3 separate regions of the Mus musculus genome follow, and regions 1 and 2 are each linked to region 3. The links are chromatin contacts, called in public Micro-C and targeted proximity ligation maps. All regions are on one chromosome and are shown on one strand. The core of a region is the stretch at or near the end of the contact, and the rest is flanking DNA. Distances in the headings are between cores, read along the strand shown.

Region 1 (3,892 bases), core at 616-3,115, 150 kb after region 3:
GTAATGATGGGAGGCCAGAAGTCACCCTAAAGCAGTAGTCACTTATTCACACAAGAATTGCCTATGGAGAGACTGGTGAGTTGATTTGGTAGAGAGATATCATAAGACCCAAAAATTAACCTGCAAGCCCCACCGGCCAAAGAACAAGGACTAGGTAATTCCTTAGAATGCTGGGAGTTGTAGTCCTTGGAAAATATCAAAGCCACCTGGGAAAATACAATGGCCTTCAAAGCCTCTGTAAAACATGTCTAGGGGCCGCCACGCTGGGAATTCCAGAGAGTGGTCCTGACCAAAATTTATCCTGGTCAGTATTTAATTAAAGCTTGCTTCAAATTTGCCTCAACGTGGTAGAATTGCCCACCCCCTCCCCGTGCAAATCACGATTAACAGTGTCTCCATGGACACAGTGCTTGATGAACAGTCTTGAGGACCTGAGCTCAGACCCCCAGCACCCATGCAAACAAACAAACAAACCAACCCATTAAAGCACCTATATCTTTATCCTGGTGCTGGGAGACAAAATCCAAAGAATCAGAGGTTCATCGGCCTGCCAGTACAGACAATAGAGAGCTCCAGGCTCAGTGAGTCTGACCCAAAGATAAATAGGGACAAACGTGAGCAAGGAAGACACCTGACATTGACCTCTGCCCACCGCGGGCACACAAATGCACACTCTCTCAGAGGATGGAGGAAGATGGGATGGTTATGAATGGCCAATTCTGTGCCTGGTGGTAAGGCACTGGGCTGAGATGTCTCTAGACTAAAAGGGAGTTATGTTCTGCATAACAGGGAGGATCGCTCTGAGTTGAGAAGTAGCATAAGACCCTAGGTAATCACGGACTTAACCCTCTCTGAGGACCCCACAGCCTTTCACCTGAAAAACAGACTGGCCACCCCCTCGTGTTAGGAGAGATAAGCTCTTAACAGACTCTCTTCCCTTTCTGAAGCGGCCGTGAAACCCAGGAGGACTTTATAGCTAGAAATCAGAGAACACCAGGAATTGAACTCTGCGTAAAGGAAGAGAAAGAAGGGTTCCTGTGGTTCCACAGCCAAAAAAGCCCAACCCTGGGGCACTGGAGCAGCGAGTGTAGCCTGAGACTCCTTCCTGACTCCACGACCCTGGAGGCTTTGTTCTGAGCCAGGCGCCTCGACGCCAGCGCTGCTTGCCCAGAGTCCCTCAGAGTGGGACCCAAGACTGTCTCAGCTCTTCACTTCAACGCCATGGGGTCCGGACGCTGCGGGGGCCTCTTCTTTCCCCTTCCTTTGCCACTGGGGTAGTCGAGCTTGACAGCAAACGCATCAAATGACAGCTTTAAGGCGGAAGGAGTGGGGGTAGTCCCTCCCCGCCCCTACCGCACTGGGTCCCCTCTTTCACTTAGCACACCCTGGCGCCTGGAGTCGGTACTGGCAGTAAGAGAGGTTCAAAGAATGCACCCCTACCCGTCCCCAGACGTTCTGGCCTCCCCCAAGGCTGATCTGCCTGCAAAGATCGGTCCCGCAGCTTCCAGACCCTCTGGGACTGACAGTTCCCAACTCTCTAGGCTTCCTTGCTACACCCTGCTTGTCCGGGACCCGTAGAGGGGACCTAGTGCCGAGTGCAAGACCAGGATCTTGGTGGCGACAGCTACGCCTGATGGGGGAGTAGGGGAGGTGCAGAGGTGCCAGGGCACCGAGGGTCAGCGGGACATCTGGCCTGGCCATGCGGCTTCAAGTTTCCACGGACGCAAGGTTGTGCAACTGCGAGCAGAGCGAGAGCCGCGGGCGCCTCGGAAAACAAGGCGAGCCTATAAACAAAGCCACGTGGCCTCGGGGCGCGGGGGGGGGGGGGCGGGCTAAGAGCAGGCGGCTCTTCCGGCAACAAAGAGACGGGGCAGCGGCCCGGGATAAATACTGCGCTCGGGCAGCCGCTCAGCATTCCCAGAGTCAGGAGGCGACCTTCCCCAACGCCTGCGCCCCTGTGAGTGCAAGGATCCCCGCGCCCACCCAGGATCCGCAGCCCTCCACACTAGTTGACCCACTCTTGTCCCGGTCGCCGCCTGCGTCGTTCCCCAGCATCTTCCCAACGCGCCGCATACCCTGGGCAAGCCAGGCCGGTTCCTGGCTGTCAATCCGTCCCGTCCGTCGGTCGCGTCCGCGCTCTGTACCATGCCGTTCCTTGGGCAGGACTGGCGGTCCCCGGGCCAGAGCTGGGTGAAGACGGCGGACGGCTGGAAGCGCTTCTTGGATGAGAAAAGCGGCAGCTTCGTGAGCGACCTCAGCAGGTGAGGACATTCGCCGACTTCCAGCCCCACAAAACTGATTTTAGCTGGTCGGGGACGAGGGGGAAGTGCACACCTCAGGGGCAGGTGAAGGAGGGCAAGCAGGTCTGGGCCAGAATAAAGAGGGGGCTTCCGACTGAAGGGACAGGAGTGAGGTGCCGGGATTTCGGTAAAGGTCGCCAGAACCCGAGAGATGGGTAATTTAGTGTCTCCTCCTGATCAAGGACAGTGTCTCCCAGCAGAAAAGATCCCATACAGAACCCAGGATCCCTCAATCTGGCAATAGGGGATTATGTCCCTAAACACTTGAACACAGGCGCACAACTCATGGACTCTTCCTTTAGATCCCGCAATTGCAGTCACTGTTTTAAGTGGGTGCTAGCGACTTGGCTGTTTGCCTTTCACTGTCCTATGACAGGACCCCAAGAGTACAAGAGCGGTAGTAGTCACAAGCCGGATGACGGGCCCTGCCATGAGTGCTTGAAGGCTCTTCCCACGCGCAGTCGACGGCTGAGTGGGCCGAGAAAAAAAAAAAGTGACTGGGAGGGGCAGCCGATGGGCCCCGGGACAGCTTGCGGAGTGGGTCGTTGTGGTAACGCTTAGGGGCTGCGGAGGGAGGCAGGGAAGAAATGCAAGAACAGTGCTCTGCTTCAGGAAGGACCAGACACTTGCACCTGTTTCCTCCGTGGCCCTTTCGGTCTTTATACCGTGAGCACACTCCCATCCTTAGTGGTGCCTGCCCGCTGCAGAAAGACCACCCAGACTTGAAGTTTCACCTGAGCTCCGCTGTCTAGTGAAATCTGAGGTCAGAACAAGTGCCCACTCATAGAGTATCAGGTCAAGAATCAATCCCCAGCCTGGACAGCTGACTCCCTGAGACACCTGAGGAACCGACAGAAGTTTGTTTGGAGGCGCTGGTGCAGTTGAAGTCACCTTTCGGTGCTCTCTCCTCCCACTGTCCTTTGATTAACACACACACACACACACACACACACACACACACAACCTGCATCCCTAAGCTGACTTCAACAGAGACTTTTGTGAGTGTGCCAGGTGACGCTGAGTGAGATTTGCCAATGGTTGCTTGAATAAAGGTTTGGTAATTAATTATCAAGAAACCAGTGGGACCTCCAGGGCCTCCCATTTGTTTGTGATTTGTAATGCTTGAATTCCCTTTGTCTCCTAATGAGGTGAAACAGTTCCCTGAACTTAGGGCCTTCCAGGAGAATCAAATATATTAGCCTTGTGTTAGGTCCTTTTTTTTTTTTTGCAAGTCCCAGGGGAGTTTAGAACACTCTAAAGAACTCTTACTCACAGAAAATCAGATAAATTACCAACCATTGTCACCTGACTGTTTCCCAGCGAATGAAGTTAACGGTTATACCTAATACTTTTTCCTCAACTAAGTGAGAAGGGGGTGCACCAGAAGCGTTCTCCTCCTTGGAACCATCCATCTTCGGAGCCTGAATCTAACATCCCAGCTCTTTGTTTCTGTATAAAAAGCTTAGCTTCTTTCCAGGATGACGCAGCAGGGGTCCAGCCCACTGCATTATCTTGACTTCCCCTAGTAAAATAGGATAACAGCCCGCTGTGTTTCAGCAGGCTGGGAACTAAACTGGAGAGACCCCATCTCA
Region 2 (3,730 bases), core at 862-3,361, 180 kb before region 3:
AAGGCCATCTTATCGAGTTTCACAGTCACAGGGAATTCGGTTACCTGACTGTCTCAGGTAATTGAAAATAGATGGGAAACACCTGAGAACTTAGATATTGGCTAATCATGGGCAGACAAGAAGGATTCTTGTTACCACAGAAGCATCGATGAGTGGAAAACAAACTGAGATGAATTTGATTGAACGTTGTTCTTTGGACTTCTAACAGTGAGATCATGTACCTGCCTCCATGCCTCTGTAACCTTCCTTATCTCGCAAAAGCTGACTGCAAATCAGCCCAGTAGAAACTACTGTATGCTGCAAAAAAATAATCTCAAGGCTTTTGAATCAGACTGATCTGAGGTAGAAGATGTATTCTCCTCAATTTTGAACTGTAGCTACCACCAAGCCCGAGCTAAAATCACTAAGCTGCCCAATGACTCCAGACATGTGAATGAGAACTGGCCAGCTATCTGGGAGCACTAAAGCCATCTCGCTGACCCACAGACTTAAGAATGATAATAAAGGTTGATATTAAGCCACTGATTTGGGTGTCTTAGCCTTGTTCTCTTTTTACCATCACAGCCAACTGACCCAGCGTGTATGGAAGCCAGCTTCTTCTGGGCCTTCTCTGGCAGTTTAGGAAACACCTCTTTTGGGAGAAACAGGAAACTAAGGTAATTAGGATCATGATGAATTAAAAATCAGGCTAAGGGACAGCTCCCAAGCCTGCCTTCTGGCTTTGTGTTCATTCCTGTGCTCCCAGCAGCACAGCTCATCCTGAAGCTAGTGGGACCAGAATTGTGCTGAAGGCTGGCCAGCATCTGAAGGTTGCCACTCTGAGAGAAGTTGAATGAACACAGAACTCTCTTCCCATCTTAGCCCTTTGGCTCCTGGTGGACAGAAACTAGGTCTCTCCAGTCTTCTGGGAGCCTGGCATACCCAGGGTGCAAAGTGAGTGGGCTAACTATACAAACACCATACCTTCTCTTTGAAGGAGCCGAGGGACCGGGTGCAAGGAAAGCATCGTCCTTAGTCAAGTCTTCTGGACCTTCCTGATGAGAAGGTCCTTTCTGTGGTATTTCAGACTCGTTACCATCTAGAGAAACAAATGAAGAAAGAGGATTTTTGTTAAGTATATGATGGTAAACAAGCCTCCACTTTCTGCCCACCACGATGGAAGGCACCGGAGCCCCTACCACTATTGAATCAGATATGGTATTAACAGAAAAGCCAGGCAGACAGATGCATAGTTTAATGTGTGTGTATCCATTCCTTTGTAAGAAGGGATAGAAGGTTCAAACAAACAGATGTACAGACTAAGGAAACCTATCCAAGACCTTGACAAAAACAGTCTCCCAAAATAAATGAAACAGTCGGGAAACCCGAGGCAAGATCCCAGTGAGTGGTCATTCTTGAGTGTGCTAGCCAGCTTCTAACAGCAAAAATCTCATGCTGTAAAAAGACAGGGTCTCATCCCTGGATCCTACAAGTCCATAGAGTGAAAGCTGAGCAGGGCCGGTAGGAGCCACTGCAGACACAGGAGTGGCTAAGGAGACAAGGAGATGATGCTGTGTTATCATGTGGGACCTCATTGCAATCATATGCATCATCACAAGAAGGAGCAGACAGAGATTTTTAAACAGGGCCAAAGACAGCTGTGGGACTCTGGAGACAAAGATTAGCCTGACCCCTAACTATCACAAAGCAAGGAACAGTACAGCCTCACCCCACCTTGTTATGGTTTAGATCTTAAATGTCCCCAAGGTCATGTGTTGAATTTCTGGTGGTCAAATCATGCCATGCCTAAAAGGTAGGAGACCTGTAAGATGTGGGGCCTAGTGGAAGGGAGTTAAGTAACCAGGGGCATGTCTATGCAGTAGAGGTCGGGATCCTGGCCTGCCCTGCTATTACTCTACAATGAATTCCTACAATGTTTGGTTCTTCTGCTGCCTAAGAACCAAGCATCCATGGACTGAAACTGTGAGCTAAAAATACATCTTTCCCTTATCAGATGGTCACCTCAGGAATTTTGTCATAGTGACAGAATGCTGAGTGATGCAGAAGTTGGAAGGGGAAGAAAGGTTCTTCAGGTTTTTGGCCCACAGATGCTGACTCATGGATCAGGCATCTAGGCATCATAACCGTGAAAGAACGCATGTGTTAAGCTACCAACTTACCTACTGTAGGGAGAGCAGGTCACTAGGGAGCCCCAAGGAAACAGATTTATAAGAACTTAGCAAAGTCAAGTGAGTGGACTGTAGTCATACCCTCAGATCTGCCCATCCTAAGGGGAGGATGCTGATGTCATTCATGGGAACAGTGCCCGATGACCCAAGGTTGCCACACATGTGCACCTTACTTACCTTGCCGTGGGTCTATGTTTTCCTTATCTATAGTTAAGGCAGGGCTGGTGCCTGATATACCATAAAGTCATTAGGAAGATAAACACAACAGTGCCCCAGCCCTGTGCCTGTCACAGCCTAAGGAAGCTTAAGTGAGTCAGAAAGATTTTCCTGATCTTTTTCCTTCTATAAAATGATGATTATATGAGGAAAGGGTCTTCAAAACTGTTTAAAGCAATCAGGTTCTTTTTATAGATGCAAGTATATATTGAATATCTCTCTCTCTCTCTCACGTGTGTGTGTGTATGTGCTTGTGTGTGCATGCTTGCATGTGTGCATGTGTTCAAATGTGTGCACTTGTGTATGTATATGTGTGCACGCATAAGAATGTATGTATTTGTATTTTTAAAAATCTCATCATCTAGGAATTTCTACCTGTGAATCAAAGCAGAACTAGATATTGGGAAGGGAAAAGTCTCAAAATGACACACTCTATGCCAAAAGCTCATTTGTTTTAAGCTTTCCGGGTGTCATTCTGAGCGATGGAAATGAGGCTTTCCCCTAGGGCATCCCAGTAGCTGTTCCCAGGACCTCTGAGACTCAACTAGAAGTGCATCAACCGAATTATTTCTAATGTGCTTTCCAGCTTTGACATTTTTGGGTTCTGGTTTTAACCAGACAACTATGCCAAAAACAAAACAAAACAAGACAAACAAAACAAAACAAAACACCATAGAGAGAGACTCCATCAGCCCACTCCCAGGCATGGCCACATTTGATTCTCTGTAGCAATAGAGAAGAGCTGGATGAAGAGGAACCTTGTTTACTGTGGTCTCAGTCAGGAAACTCAGGCCAAAGCCAGACCAAAGGGTCAGCCGAGGAAACACTAGTGCCGGGTTGAGTGGCTTGTAGCCTTGCAGCAACAAGATAAAATAAATGCCTATTCTCTGCAGATGACTGAGCCTTATGTATGCAGAGCTTCTGGCATTAGATGCAGATTGCAGTAAGCATCCTTAGGTACCTCAAAAAGTGAAACAATGTGCAAGGTTGGATGCTGGAGAGGAAACTAACAGACCATGGGCCCCTTCCTCTGGGGCTTACACTCTGGAGTGTGAGAGAGACCTCTCAACGTAGGAAAGTCCCCCGCAGCAGCTTCTTTATGGCTGGCACTCCTTTGCCCATTGATTTATGATGCTCTCTCACTCACCATCTGTGCAGAGTGATCTTCACAAAACCAAAATGAACGATAGCACATGACCTCTCTTAAAGCACCCCAGTGGCTTCCCACCCCTACTTAGGAAACAATCTGAAGTCCACATGTGACTCAGTGTGGATGTCCTGTCCCATCTGGCTTCCACCTGCTCCTCCTGACCACCTGGCCTTGCCACCCTTCTCTGTTCTCTGCT
Region 3 (3,823 bases), core at 1,270-3,769:
TACTGTTGCATGCACACACCCACAGGCATGTACAAACCAGATCAATCAATCAGTACATAAATATTATAACTTTTTTTAAGGAATTGCTTTTTTAAAACTGATGGTCCATGCCTTCATAATCCAAAAATGGTGATGGGGGGGTACCCAAGACCCCCCTCCCTACCTCTGACTTTCAGAACCTATGGTTCTCCACTCATGGAAACCTTCTTCGGACCACAGACTTAGTCAGGACACTCAGGGTCTTGAGGGCAGAAACCCAAGTCATAATCTCTTAGCTAAAGGGGAGTTTTGTGATTGTTAGGAATGAAACAGAAAGTCAAGGATCCAGATACTGCCATGACGGGATATTTTTATCCCTACCCTCCTCCTCTTCTGCCTCCTCTTCCTCCTCCCCCTTCCTCTTCCTCCTCCTCCTTTCTTGCCCACTCTCCTCTCTCCCCACTGTCTCTCGCTCTCATCTTCTCTCTTCTCTCTTCTCTCTTCTTTCTCACACTTCTCTCTGTGGCATGCAATGGACAAAATGGCCACCAACAGCTTTAACCTAAGAGCCACTAAGCTCCTCAGGACCAGTAGATGACCTCTTACAATTCTACCAGTCAACCAAGGGAAAGACTGCATTCTGAACAAATCATGATAGCCAAAGTGATGGGGCTGGTGTCCACATTGCTGATCAACGATGATGAGAACCAGGCCTCATGACTGACAGCCCCATTTGGGTCACCAAGAATGTAGGAGGGGCAAGCCACCAAAGAAATAGTGATGTGAACTAGACAAATGCTACATGGCCATTGTACTGTGTGTGGTTTGTTTTTTGCTTCCTCTGTTGCAAGTAGAGGAGGTGGAGTGAAGGGGATGTGGCCTTAAGCCAGCTTCACTGAAGGAAACACATAGACGCATCATTTGGTGAAGAAAAGCAAAGAGTTGAGAGAACTCAGGGGTCCTCCAAGCTACCAGCTTGAGAATTTGATTTGGCCTCCTACCTATACAGTTTTAATCCTGATCTGTTACTTTGATGTTTATCTGTTATGTATGCAAACATATTGTCTTTCCAGTTTAGTGCTAATGAAAGTGTCTTTTTTAAAAAAGATTTATTTATTTTACATATATGAGTACACAGTACCTGTCTCTAAACACACCAGAAGAGGGTATCGGATCCTATTACAGATGGTTGTGAGCCACCATGTGGTTGTTGGAAACTGAACTCAGGACCTCTGGAAGAGCAGTCAGTGCTCTTAACTGCTGAGCCATCTCTCCAGCCCTGAAAGTGTATTTTTAAAACAACTGAGGAAAAACAAAATTTATTGACTGAGTGAAGGAAAACCTTCACACTTAGATTATTATTATTATTATTATTATCATCATCATTATTAAAATAATAAGGAGATTGGCATGCATAAGAGAACCCATCATTTGGTGATTAAATCAAGGACTGAAACACAAGGCAGCTCAATAAATAAGCAGGACCTTTCTCTTGCAGAGAACTAAAAGCTAAAAACTACTCCCTTGTCAATTCACATAGAATCTCTGACAAACTAAATGATGTCTCTCCTGTATGGATGGCACTGATCTAGGCCAGCAAGAGAATTTAATGAGGTTCCCTCAGCTTTGACAAATCCTGCTCCTTGGATCTACTTGGCCTATCCATCATGGAGGACATATATTCCAGAGACACTGGCTTTGTTTGAGAGAAAAGGACACACAAGATGGGTTGCTATGAAAATCACTTATAGAGTTAGCCAGAGCAATCAATTGTCCTTAAGAACAGAGAAGACCCTTCTCCCATGACCACCCAAGGCCATCTGGCCCCATGGAGTACCAGCCATCTCTCTGGGGACCAAGTTTCCCCAGCTGATTTCCATAAACATCCACTCGTAGAGCGGCATCTGCCCTGTGTGTGGACAAAGGTGTGATCTTCTAGTTGGTTGTCAGATCCAGCAAAACTAACTTAAGAACAACTGTATTATCCACCTCACCCTTCGCATTATTTCCTCTCTAGGCCAAAGAGAGAAGCCATCACCACGGCTTTGATGCAGACCGAGATGCCAAAAAGCTGTACAAAGCCTGCAAAGGAATGGGTAGGAAGATCATTTTCTTCACTTATTTTATTTTGAAATTGATTAAGCTTGATGTCATAACCAACTTTCCCATAGCGACAGGAAGGTGACCTGCCTGTCATATGGATTCTGATCTCTTCCAGGGATTTATTTGAGGTCCCCAAGTTATCAAAGGGGCTCCTTACTTTTTCTTTTGAGGCTATTGGAAGCTAAACCTGTGATATTTAATTAGACCTTGAAGTTATGGGGAACTTCATTAGAAGTGAAGTTTATTCCATCTTAATCTTCTCTAAATTTCTTTGGCCTTTTCCATGGGAGGATGTGAGGAATCAGATCTGGCCAGAGCTGTATTCATGGTGAGGGAGAGGCAGCTAACAGACAAGCCCTGCTTGGCAGTGGCAGCTCCGGGGAATCAGAGGGAAAGACCAGGGGTTGTGGCTTCCTGCTCACCTCCTGCTCTGACTCATCTCTGGCTTACTCCTGGCAGACAGCTGTCAAGGGAAGGCCTTGTGTGGAAGCCTCAGGATGTTTATGCCTGAGGTTTGCTGAGTGGAAGAGAACTCCAGGGTACTTTCCAGGAAGCTGAGACGTCCCTGATGCTCTGTGGTGAGGTCCAGATACCTAGCCATGGGTTGCAGACCTGGGTTGGGTGTGGTAATGATGTAGCATGCTTAATATGAACTTCTGTTTTTTGGTTTTTTGTTTTGTTTTGTTTTGACCTAGAGTTTATTTTTAAAAACACTTGGGCTGAGTACCTACTGAGTGCCAGAATCAGAGTTCTCATGCCCCTCTTGCATGTGACCACAGAATGGAGCCAACATGCTTGTTCCTCTGTAGAGTGCCTGCGTGACCACTGTCCAGCTCAGTGTCACACATCCATCATCATTCTGCTCACTCTTCCCAGCAAGCCTGTAAAATCGATGAGATCATAAGGACTATCAGATGGGAATAAAAGGCTCGGTGTAAAACATTTGCCCCAAATCATAAAATTATGAAACAAAGGGTGAAGCTGTTAGACACTTGGCCACCTGAGAGATCTCTGACTTGGTAGAAAATATAGAATCTTGCCTCTGTGGACAAGGACACACTGAAGCAAACCTAGATCACAGACATAATTTGACTTGAAGACTTTGTATGACATCCCTGCTGGGGCAGAATTTAAAGGTCTAAAGGGAAGCTCTCCAACAGTCACAATGGTCACTTTACTACTTAAAATATTGCTTTGAGATAAGGACTTGCTTTATAGTGCAGGCTAGCCTCAATAACGGCAATCCTCCTTCCTCAGTGCTGGGATTATAGGTATGGGCCACCTCATACAGCTTTGCAAATTACGCTGCAGCTCTATGTGGTCGTGAACGTGCAAAGCAAAATCTGTTGTCAGGGGGCTTCTACCATCACTTTCTACCTTGTTTAGCCCAGGGTACCTTCAGTTTCTGAGCACCTATGTTTCAGGTGTAGACCACTTTTTACATAGGTGCCAGGGATCTGAACTCACACCCTCTTGCCTCCGCAGCAAATCATTTACTCACTGAACAATCTTCCCAGCTCTGTTTTGTTTGAAGACAGGGTAGTCTAGGCTAGCCTTGGACTTGTGTACCTGAGGCTGGCCTGAACCGATCCTACTGCCTCCATCTCCCAAGGGCTGGAGCCAAAGGCAAGTGCCGCCACACCCAATTTCACTTCAGTTTTTAAGAAGCTAAATTTTAAAAGAGAAAAATATACAAGTTATATTGTTTTGATGATACACTTTTGTTACCCCCAATTTATAC

Evidence for each region. Hi-C and Micro-C count contacts between places; a contact is called where the count stands out from the background.
Region 1: a Micro-C map of muscle stem cells shows a contact between it and region 3, with 3 times the contacts expected there. A contact is called at or near these places in 14 of 39 promoter capture datasets (the 3T3-L1 cell line, the C10 cell line, the HPC-7 cell line and 8 more), 40 of 484 Hi-C or Micro-C datasets (the AML12 cell line, the BV-2 cell line, the C10 cell line and 17 more), 20 of 130 datasets of targeted methods (the NIH/3T3 cell line, the SCID.adh cell line, T-cell acute lymphoblastic leukemia and 13 more) and 5 of 9 other capture datasets (adipose tissue, embryonic stem cells, liver and 2 more).
Region 2: a targeted proximity ligation map of pancreatic cancer cells shows a contact between it and region 3. A contact is called at or near these places in 6 of 39 promoter capture datasets (the HPC-7 cell line, embryonic stem cells, liver and 2 more) and 1 of 130 datasets of targeted methods (pancreatic cancer cells).

The regions. Positions count from the first base shown.
Region 1 is chr15:58,212,865-58,216,756 of GRCm38.p6, reverse strand. It overlaps Fbxo32 (F-box protein 32), which reads left to right and starts at 1,865. Exons shown (of 9, transcript NM_026346.3): 1 at 1,865-2,261. The coding sequence starts at 2,146.
Region 2 is chr15:58,545,667-58,549,396 of GRCm38.p6, reverse strand. It overlaps Fer1l6 (fer-1-like 6 (C. elegans)), which reads right to left. Exons shown (of 41, transcript NM_001370912.1): 3 at 964-1,078. Among named protein-coding and RNA genes, the nearest start is that of Fer1l6, 37 kb to the right of the region's middle.
Region 3 is chr15:58,362,322-58,366,144 of GRCm38.p6, reverse strand. Anxa13 (annexin A13) reads left to right here. Exons shown (of 8, transcript NM_027211.2): 2 at 1,997-2,075. Among named protein-coding and RNA genes, the nearest start is that of Anxa13, 25 kb to the left of the region's middle.